Linked DNA regions of Mus musculus: region 1 is linked to region 2. Evidence: chromatin contacts called from public HiChIP or PLAC-seq data. All regions are on one chromosome and are shown on one strand. Each heading gives the region's core, a stretch centred on a gene start, on an enhancer-like site or on the middle of the called end of the contact. The rest is flanking DNA. Distances are from core to core; before and after follow the strand shown.

Region 1 (4,813 bases), core at 389-2,888, 460 kb before region 2:
GAGGGACTGGTGAGATGGCTCAGTGGGTAAGAGCACTCGTCTGCTCTTCCAAAGGTCTGGAGTTCAAATCCCAGCAACCACATGGTGACTCACAACCATCCGTAATGAGGACTGACTCCCTCTTCTGGAGTGTCTGAAGACAGCTATAGTGTACTTACATATAATAAATAAATAAATAAATAAATAAATAAATAAATAAATCTTAAAAAAAAAAGAGTAACAATGAGAGAAAAGCCAAAACCTGACCAGTATAAAAGAAATGTCCAGCTGCCTGTCATTTATCTATCATCTTCTATCTATCTATCTATCTATCTATCTATCTATCTATCTATCTATCTATCTATCTATCTATCCATCCTCCCATCCATTCATCATCTAGATCAGGGTTACCTGCCTAGTCTATATATCTATAGACTTCCAATCTATATAACTATCATCTATTTATTAGTCAGCCATCTATTTATCATCTGTTCATCCATCTACTTACCTTCACGTCATCTGTCTCCACAGTGATTGGAACTATGGATGCAGATACAGAGATACAGATACAGAGGACAGAGGGCTGACTGTTAAGATGAGCCTTAGAGCATCCCTGGATTCTACCCTGTTCTGATAAGTAGCAGCTCAGCTTCCCCCGGTAACAGGAAGCAAGTCCATGCAGCCAGGACATTACCTCTTCCTTTCATTCATCGTTATGTGACAATGAGAAGATACAATGAGTTGCAAACTCATTTCTTGCCCTCAGGATGAAGACTTCCAATGTAGCAGGGACCGATGTTACAGGAGCCAAATGCAAAAGTTTGGTAAGTGGGTGTATAGGCTAAATAATGGCCACCAAAAGGAGGAATTTCTAATCTCTGTAGACTGTCACCTCATAAGGAAAAGAGAGAGAGTGCATATTAAATTAAGCTTTTGTTTGTTTATTAAATTTTTCCTGAGGCTATCTCACTACATAGTCCAGGGTGGCCTCAGAACTCTTCAAGACTTTTTAAAACTAAACCCCTCATGTGTTGATGTGTGTGAACACAAATGCAAACATCCCAACCACAGCATGCTTGCAAAAAATCAGAGGACAAATTACAGTAGTCTCTCCCTCCACCACGTGGGGCCTGAGGTTTGAACTCAGGTCACCAGGCTTGGTGGCAAGTGCCTTTACCCACTGAGCCATCTCTCTTACCCAAGGCCTCAAACTCTTGGTTGTCTTGCCTCAGCCTCCCTGATGCTGGGATTACAGCCTGCAATTAAGGATCCTGACAAGAGAAAATTATCCTCTGTTAGAGATAGGCCTTGGGTATGATCATAAATACATTTTGTTTGTTTGTTCATTTTGATGAGATGGTGGTACTGCTGAGAATAAAACCCCAGGGCCCCTCATATGCCAAGCAAGCACTCGGCCATGAAGGCAGACCTCCAGGCCCACTAGTGTCTTTTTGAGAGAGAGGCAGAGGGAGATTGTACACACAAAAGAGCAGGTGATTTGAGGACAGACACAGAAGCGGGATGCTGCTGCCAGCCATTAGCTGGAAGTCTGGATTCTCCCCTTGTGCTCTGTGGGGAGTGCCCACACCTTGGCCGAGACCTGGTGAAACTGACCTTTGCCCTCCGGAACTGTGAGAGAATCTGTTGTTGCTTCAAGCCATCAGGTTTTAAGTGACTCACTGTAGTGGCCACAGAAATCAATACTGTGGGCGATTTGAATCAGTGTAGGTGAGAGGGCCACTCCTTGCCTTCCTGGAATCCTGGAATGCTTGTTGGTGAGGCTAATTCGTGATCCTCCATGCTGGGACGAGTCCAGTGGAACCCACCTGACACCAGGTAACTTGGGGCCTACTGGGGAGGGGTGATATATTAGGTCTTTAATGTTTCTGCTGATAACAGGTGAGATGTGTTGGCACAGGCTGCAGTAGTCTTGGTGAAGCTAAGTCATGTGTTGGAGCCACAGCCTGCATTCTGGCCACTGTGTCTGAATCGTACATGGGTATACTGAGATAGCACAGGGAAGACCTGCAGAAAGGTGGGCTGTTACCGTGGGCTGTCCCGTCTTGTCTGGCTGGCTACTGAGAGCCTTCTCTGCCATGAGTCCTTTTCACTAAGATTTTCTTTGAAACACAAGTATCTTTTGTGCCATGGCTGGAAGCCAGTCAGAATACCTCTTCCCACCTTCCTTATGGCAAGTCTGTCATCACTGTGCTTCCCAAATCCTGGTCCATTCAATCAAACTGATACACACTGCCCATAAGTCAGTGTCCATCATACTTTCTGTCATCTCTCAATTCAGATAAAATGAATAATCAACCACACACACACACACACACACACACACACACACACACTCACACACAATCAAGCACACAAGCACACATACACACACTCACACACAATCAAGCACACACACATATATACACACTCACACATATACACAATTAAGCACACAAGTGCACACACACACACACACACACAAAGACAATCAGGTGTGGTGGTACATACCTATAATACCAGCACTTGGGATGGGAAGTTTCAAGTCATCCTCAGCTATGCAGTGACTTTCAGGTCAGTCTGGGATACATGAGATCCTGTCTCAAACAAACAAACAAAGAAAAAACACAGGTCCATCAAAAAGGCTCAGTAGGGCCAGGCGTGGTGGCATCGATCACTCAGGAGGCAGAGGCCAGTGGATCTCTATGAGTTTGAGGCCAGCCCAGTCTATAAAGTGAGCTCCATTCCAGCCAGAGCTGCATAGCAAGACTCCCATCTCAAAAAAAGAAAAAAGAAAAAAAAAAAAAAGGCTCAGCAGGAAAGGCGATTGCAACAAGCCGGATGACCTCAGTTCAATCCCAGAATCCTCATGGTGGAGAGCTAAGTCAGTAACATCTTCAGATGCCCACACCTGTGCCAAGGCTCACATACACTCCCTCCAAATATAAAGCAAACAAAACCATTGCCAGACACAAAGCTCCCTGAAAGGTGAGTGGGGTCTAGCCAAGCATGGGAATGAGGGTGTTGGTGTTGTTGGTGACTTTCTAGCTAGAGTATGTAAAAGCTCAGAGGCGTTAGAAAGTGTGCCCGATGAAAGAAACAGAGACCTGGTGGTAAGGCTTCAACAGTGTGTGTGTCAGGGGCAGGGCTGCTCAGGGAGGAGAGTGCAAGATGGGAGGATGGAATTGGGGTTGAGAATTTGCGAGACTTTGAGAGATATGACCCTGTATGCCTGAGATCCAAGCACTGGGCGTGAGGGGGGAGGCAGATGGGAATTAGAGGCTAGCCTGAGCTACATAGCAAGACCCTATTTCAAGAACCCTAGGGCTGGGACTGTAACTTGATTATAGAACACTTGCTTAGTATATGCAAGGCCTTTTGTCTAGTCCCCACCGCACATACGACCACACTCACAGATTGCAGTTCATAAATCATTCCGAGGAAGCAGGAAGCAAAAGTTTGTGTTCATTTAGGAGCTGCACTTGGGTAGCTTTGTACTTTATAAAGTTTTATCAAAGTTTCCTTCCTGGGATGGCTGGTGGGTTTTCAGGGACAAGGCTGGGTGTGGCTGGCAGCAGTTAGGAGACTGCTACAGTCATCTCAGCAGGGGATGCTAGCATCCTGAGCAAGTCCCATGGCGGTTCACTAATTGAGTAAATGCCTATTGGGCACCTGCTGTATGCCAGACCCTAGCTCAGCACAATATGCAGGATGAACGGGCGTAGGGGATGAGTTATAACCCTGAGGTCATCCAGGCCCCGGGGGAAACAGATGCTCAATTAGCCAAAGCACAGTCGCTGTTTCTCTTCTAGGATTGTCTGGCTCAGCAAGGAGAGTGTGCAGGTGGCCATGGGAGTCCCTGAACTACCATCACCTTGAGAGCAGAGACTGAGTTTTAGCTTGGCGTGTCATTTATCTATTGCTGTGTAACAACACTCCCCGGCTCTTAATGGCTTAAAGCAACAATTGCTTTATTTATTCTTGATTTTGTGGTTCAGCAGTTCGGTCTCAGAAACAACTGAGCAGTTTTCCTGGCCTCACCTGGGATCACGAATGTGCTTGTAATCATCTGGCATCTTGCCCAAGGCTTATACTGGAAGTTCTTCCAACCCTACGGCAATATGGAAGTGGTTGGACCTTCAGGAAGTGGGGCCTTCGTGGAAAGTAGCTAGGTTCCAGGGAACTGCCCTCAGAAGAGATTAGTGAAGGTTTTCTGAGATTGGATTAATTCCTCCCAGAACTAATTATAATTAGTTGAAAGCCTGCCATCTTCCCTCATCCTCCGCTGAATACCTCTCCCACATGAGCAGAATATTTCCCTCTACCATGGTGCCCTCCTGAGCCTGGCTGCCAACACCATGCCCTTGAGTCTCTAGAACCCCGAGTTCCATCTATTATACAAACCTCCTTCCTTTATAAGGTACCCAGTGCCAAGTATTTTGTTACAGCAACAGAATGTGTGGAGATAACCAAAGATGGTTTTACCTGTCAACTGTTTCATGTACCCTCCTGGCCCACAGGTTGGTTGGTTTATCTGGCCCCACACAGATCTAATTCTCTCATAGGTTAGGGCAGGTTTTGTTCTGTTTAGTTTTCATAGCCAGAGCAGAAAAGCAGACAACTCTCTAGGTCCAGGCTCAGCAGCTGAACCAAGCAGCCCAGGGTTGCAGCGTGTTAGGGTTCAGCTCACGCCATTGGCACTCTGAAAATGTTGCAGAGCAAATGAAAACCATACTGCATGCTTCTTATCTTAGATGACGTCATGTTCTTTTGACAGGCCCCAAGTTAAACTAGCTTCTTTGTTTCCCCCTGAGACGCTGCAGAGCAACCTTGCCTT
Region 2 (4,354 bases), core at 1,002-3,501:
TTACAGAGATGGCCCACACGGCCTGTGTTGGTCCTCTACTCCCTCCTGTGGTGGCTCATGCCCACCCTGGGCTCTATGCCAAAGGATGACAAGATGTCAAGGACAGCCCACACAGAGGCCTGGATTTACCTGTTTGAGTAAGGCACAGTGACGTCACACCAGAGGGAGGCAGTCAGAGCAGAGATGGGTTGGGAGCTGCTTGAATAACACTGCAGAGGTGGCTAAGGGATCCTGTCCCCTCCCCCATGGGCCAGGGAGAGCCAAGACTGTCCTCACTCCTAGCTGAGGTCTTCTTTAGCCTTGGGAGGAGGAGCTATCATTGCTTGCCAGTGTGCCTGGGTGGCACTAATTTACCAAAGCTGGCCTGCAGGCATCTACCAGATGCCTGTGCCTTCAGCTCCTGGAAGTGTTTGCATACAGAACACTTGGGGTGACAATCAGCACCTCTCTGGTAATGTGCAAGAAGACTTCCCAACGCTCCCACCTTAGAGACCCGGAAAGGGTGAGAAGGAGCTCTCGGACCTCAGAGTCACTGAACCCTGAGTTTGAACTAGGTGTATCTCGGGCACTTTGGAATAAGTTTGTGCAGAACAGGGAGGCCTAATTTTGTCACAGCAAATTTAAGGTAGAATATTCAGGCACAAAAGGCAGGTGGAAAAGAGTCTGAGAGGGTAGAGGATGGAGCTGGCTGGAGCTGGCTGGAGCTGGCTGGAGCTGGCTGGAGCTGGTTGGTGCTGGCTGGAGCTGGCTGGAGCTGGCTGGAGCAGGCTGGAGCTGGCTGGAGCTGGCCGGAGCTGGAGTAGCTGAGGGAGGATTTTTGGGTTATCTACAGAGGGGGACACATTTACTGACGGAGTGAGGAGACAAAGAGAGGGAGTGGAGAGGGAAGCATGGATCTCAGGGCTGGGAGTCGCATGGGTTCCACAGAAGTGGGCTGTTTTGTTTGTCTCATGCTTGGATCTTTGAAGTGGGTGGGAAACTTTGGGGAGCCAGGGTGGGTCCCAAAGACTCTGGCTATATAGAGGCTTCTCGACCTCCTGACTGGACAGGAAGGAAGTACCCTGCTTGGCATGTGTCAACATTGAAGGCCAGTTTCCAGAGGGCAGAATGGAAGTCAGTGGTCTGAGGGCGAGGGGGATGGGCGTTGAGAAGGTACAGCTAGGCAGAGTGCAGAGGCTGAGGGACTGCAGGTGGAGTGGAGACTTCTGGGACAGCAGTGCTTGACCTAAGTAAGGATCGAAACCCCTTTGGTGGGGGAGTTGAAAACTTAGACATTTACATTGTAACTCATACAGTAACAAAGTTACAGTTATGAAGTAGGAACAAATATAATTTTATGGCTGGAGGGTCACCACAGCATGAGGATATTAAAGGGTTGCAGCATTAGGAAGGCTGAGAAGCACTGCTCTGGGGTGAGGCCAGGCTGGGGCTGAGGTATGATGCGGGGGTGAGGAGATGTCTGTGGAGGACAGGCATGGGAGATACACAAAGGGCCTGTGGCTACTTCTCATGATTATTCCTACCCTAAACTACCCAGAGAAGGGCCTGAAAGAGCTGTAATCACGGTGTTGCTGTTAATGTTGTTGTCGTTGTTCCTTCTCCGAGCTTGTGAGTGCTGGTAAGGCCCCAGACCTGCTTTCCTCACTAATGCCAGAATGGAGGCCTAACCCACTGAATTCCTGTTTGCTGTGTGACCAGGGCAAACCCCTTGACCTCTCTGAGTTACTCTCTTCACTTGTAAAGTTCCTAAGAGGAATAGCTCCTTGGTTCAGATGCTTCTGTTGCTGAAGCCACCGTGTTGTCACCTTCTGAAAAGAGACAGTGTGGGTAATGGCTTTGGCTGGGGACAAGCATGAGTAGATTGTGCCCAACCTCAAGCTCCAACTCTGGCCTTGTCTCCTTTGTGCCCAGGTCCAGTACCAGGGGCAAGCCTTGTAGCTCTGCTCCTTGTGGGGTGAAGCTTGGTCGCCCTCTTGTGGCCACACCTGTTCTCACATGCTTCCTTGGGGGTGACTTCAGTTCCCCAATGCAGAGGGACACTTAACCTCTTACCCATTCCTGATCCTCAATGGCACAGAAGAGACATCAGAGGTTAGACAGACCTTTGGCTGTGCCTGGGGGGATAAGAGGTAGAGGCTCTCTGTTTATTCCTTCCTCTCCCCTCTCCTCAGGTTATCCTCCCCGAGGCTTCTCTTTCTGGCAAGGCACCTCAGGGCCGCCTTGGACCCAGCTTGCCCACTAGCTTTGTGGGTAGGCCCAGGAAATGAGCGGCTGGTGTGAGTAGGCGTTTGGCAGCACTGCCAGGCTCAGACTCTGCTGGGCTGCCGGCTGCCAGCTGGCAACTGGCAACTCTGCCACCCAGGTGGCCAGGGTCAGGCCTAGAGGTTGCCCCCTGCAGCCTCATACCTGGGAATCTGGGGCCTACATACCCTCCCTCCCAGAGATGTGTGTGTGTGTGTGTGTGTGTGTGTGTGTGTGTGTGTGTGTATCTGTACCTCATGTGACCACATGCTACTCTTCTGCAGGGGCTCCTGCTTCATCCATTCATTAATCAAACATAATTAGCATCCTTCCTATTAACAAGATGGTCACCGAAGAGCACCGGAACAGAGAAAGAATGTAGAATGGGTGCCCAGGGTATCACTGGCGCTCATAAGAACCAGCAGTAGGTTATCAGAGGCTTGTGGCATTTAAATGTTGTTTGAACAGGATGCAGAAGTTGTCAGGCCGAGCAAGTAGCGAATGGTGTAGGCTCTGTGCTGCCCCTCAGGTTCCTGAGGGCCGCTAGCCACTTACAGAGGAAGCGCCCAGAGAGGTATGTAACTCAGCCACAGCTACACAGTAACTAAATGACCCATGAGGGTCATTTAGACCCAGGCCTGATGCTACCATTTTAAACGGTTCTGTTCCTTTGGTCTCAGTGAAGTGAGGAGGCCAAGGCTCTATAGCTTTGAGGCCAGCTTACAAAGGGCAAGAAGTGGTTCAGTCTGGCCAGCATGGGATTCTGGAAAGTTCTCCTCGACCAACCCTTGGTAAGGCATGTGTTTTATGTGTGTACTCATATGTGTGTCTATGTGTGCAGCATATGGTATGTGTATGTGTGTTATTTCATGTATTTAGTGGCACGTGCATTTGTGTGTACATATATATGTGAACTGGTGTGTGTGTGTGTATGTGTGTATCTGCATATATGTATTTGTGTGTTTGTGATGTTTCTGGTAGAGGCAGGGGATATCCCAGCTAGTGAGACTGATAATGAGGACTCAGCAGTGGTCCTGAGTGATGGTGGTGGTATTCTAGCCTCAGGGGGCTGTTAGTTGAGGGGTAATGAATTCAGAGTTTGGCCAGGGCATGGGCTGGAGGTGCAGGGTGGGTGCAAGGTGAACGGGAGGTAGCATGTGGTGGACCTGGTGTGGGATATGGTCTCTAAGGTGGGAGAGAAGAATTGCCAGAGAGGCCAGGGAGTTCAGCCTTGGACTGGCACCGGCAGGGCTGCTACACACTGGGTGTTCCATGTCGCTCACTCAGAGTGACGCACACACACATAAGCATACACACCCAACTTCCCCCAGGGTGCCTGGCTAGCACCCAGCTCAACAGCTGACAGGGAAGGCTCAGGAAAGGCCTGGCAGGCAGTGGCTGCACACTGCTCCACCCAAGCCCCACCCAAACCCTAAGTCACAAGCCCTGGGTCTCGCCTTCAGGCCTGGGCACTTGGTGTCTCTAGGAGACTGGGGGCATGCTGGGTTCCGTCCTATCTACCTCTACCCAGGCTCCCTGGGGAATACCAGATAAACCCCAGGCACGATACCCCTCTTAATAGTGACCTTAAAACACACACTTCCCCCTTCCAGTATTGTGGCCCCTGCCCACAGCCTGGCATCTCTCTTCTAGGTCCCTCCCCACTGCAGAACAGAAAGTCAAGTGGATCCCATCTGTCTTTTAGAGAACTGAGGTCTCTAACCCCCAGCTGGTACCTTGCCTACTGAGTCTGTGAAGAAAGACATCATGAACATTCCTAGGCACACCCTGTCTGACTGCATAGCTTATCCAGGCTCCCTGGAGTCCCAGCTTCCTTACAGGTCCAGTGGGGCTAGACGGCCCCCACATGGCAGATCCAGGTTGGGTCAGTCCCTATGGTGGCCAATGGGTACACTCCTCTGAAGGTGAAGGCCTTCTCTCCTCCTGTCAGGGTTCACCTGTGGTATGGGGTCTCCTGTCAGAGGCTCTCTGGGTCCCCTCCTTCAGGGCCCCTCATTGGCAGGCTGCCAGCTGCTCTTCCAGGCTAATTAAGTTATTTTCAAGCAGATGTGCAGGGTAGATTAGTGAGCACTTGGCTGCAAAGCCATGATCG

The links. HiChIP or PLAC-seq counts read pairs in DNA pulled down with a chosen protein or histone mark.
Region 1: a contact with region 2 is called in a FOXA1 HiChIP or PLAC-seq map of pancreatic cancer cells. The contact joins two enhancer-like sites. A contact is called at or near these places in 17 of 484 Hi-C or Micro-C datasets (B cells, the C10 cell line, the CH12 cell line and 7 more), 1 of 115 datasets of contacts at active chromatin or transcription factors (pancreatic cancer cells) and 1 of 9 other capture datasets (embryonic stem cells).

The regions. Positions count from the first base shown.
Region 1 is chr4:120,686,361-120,691,173 of GRCm38.p6, reverse strand. No RefSeq gene overlaps it. Among named protein-coding and RNA genes, the nearest start is that of Cited4, 22 kb to the right of the region's middle. Within about 2 kb of position 1,638, at least 12 of the 459 cell types and tissues checked have an H3K27ac peak or open chromatin away from gene starts, as enhancers often do. A contact at or near this core is called in pancreatic cancer cells, where this site is marked.
Region 2 is chr4:120,223,263-120,227,616 of GRCm38.p6, reverse strand. The region is part of intron 1 of Gm36134 (a long non-coding RNA gene); the gene reads left to right. Among named protein-coding and RNA genes, the nearest start is that of Gm36013, 35 kb to the right of the region's middle. Within about 2 kb of position 2,251, at least 63 of the 459 cell types and tissues checked have an H3K27ac peak or open chromatin away from gene starts, as enhancers often do. A contact at or near this core is called in pancreatic cancer cells, where this site is marked.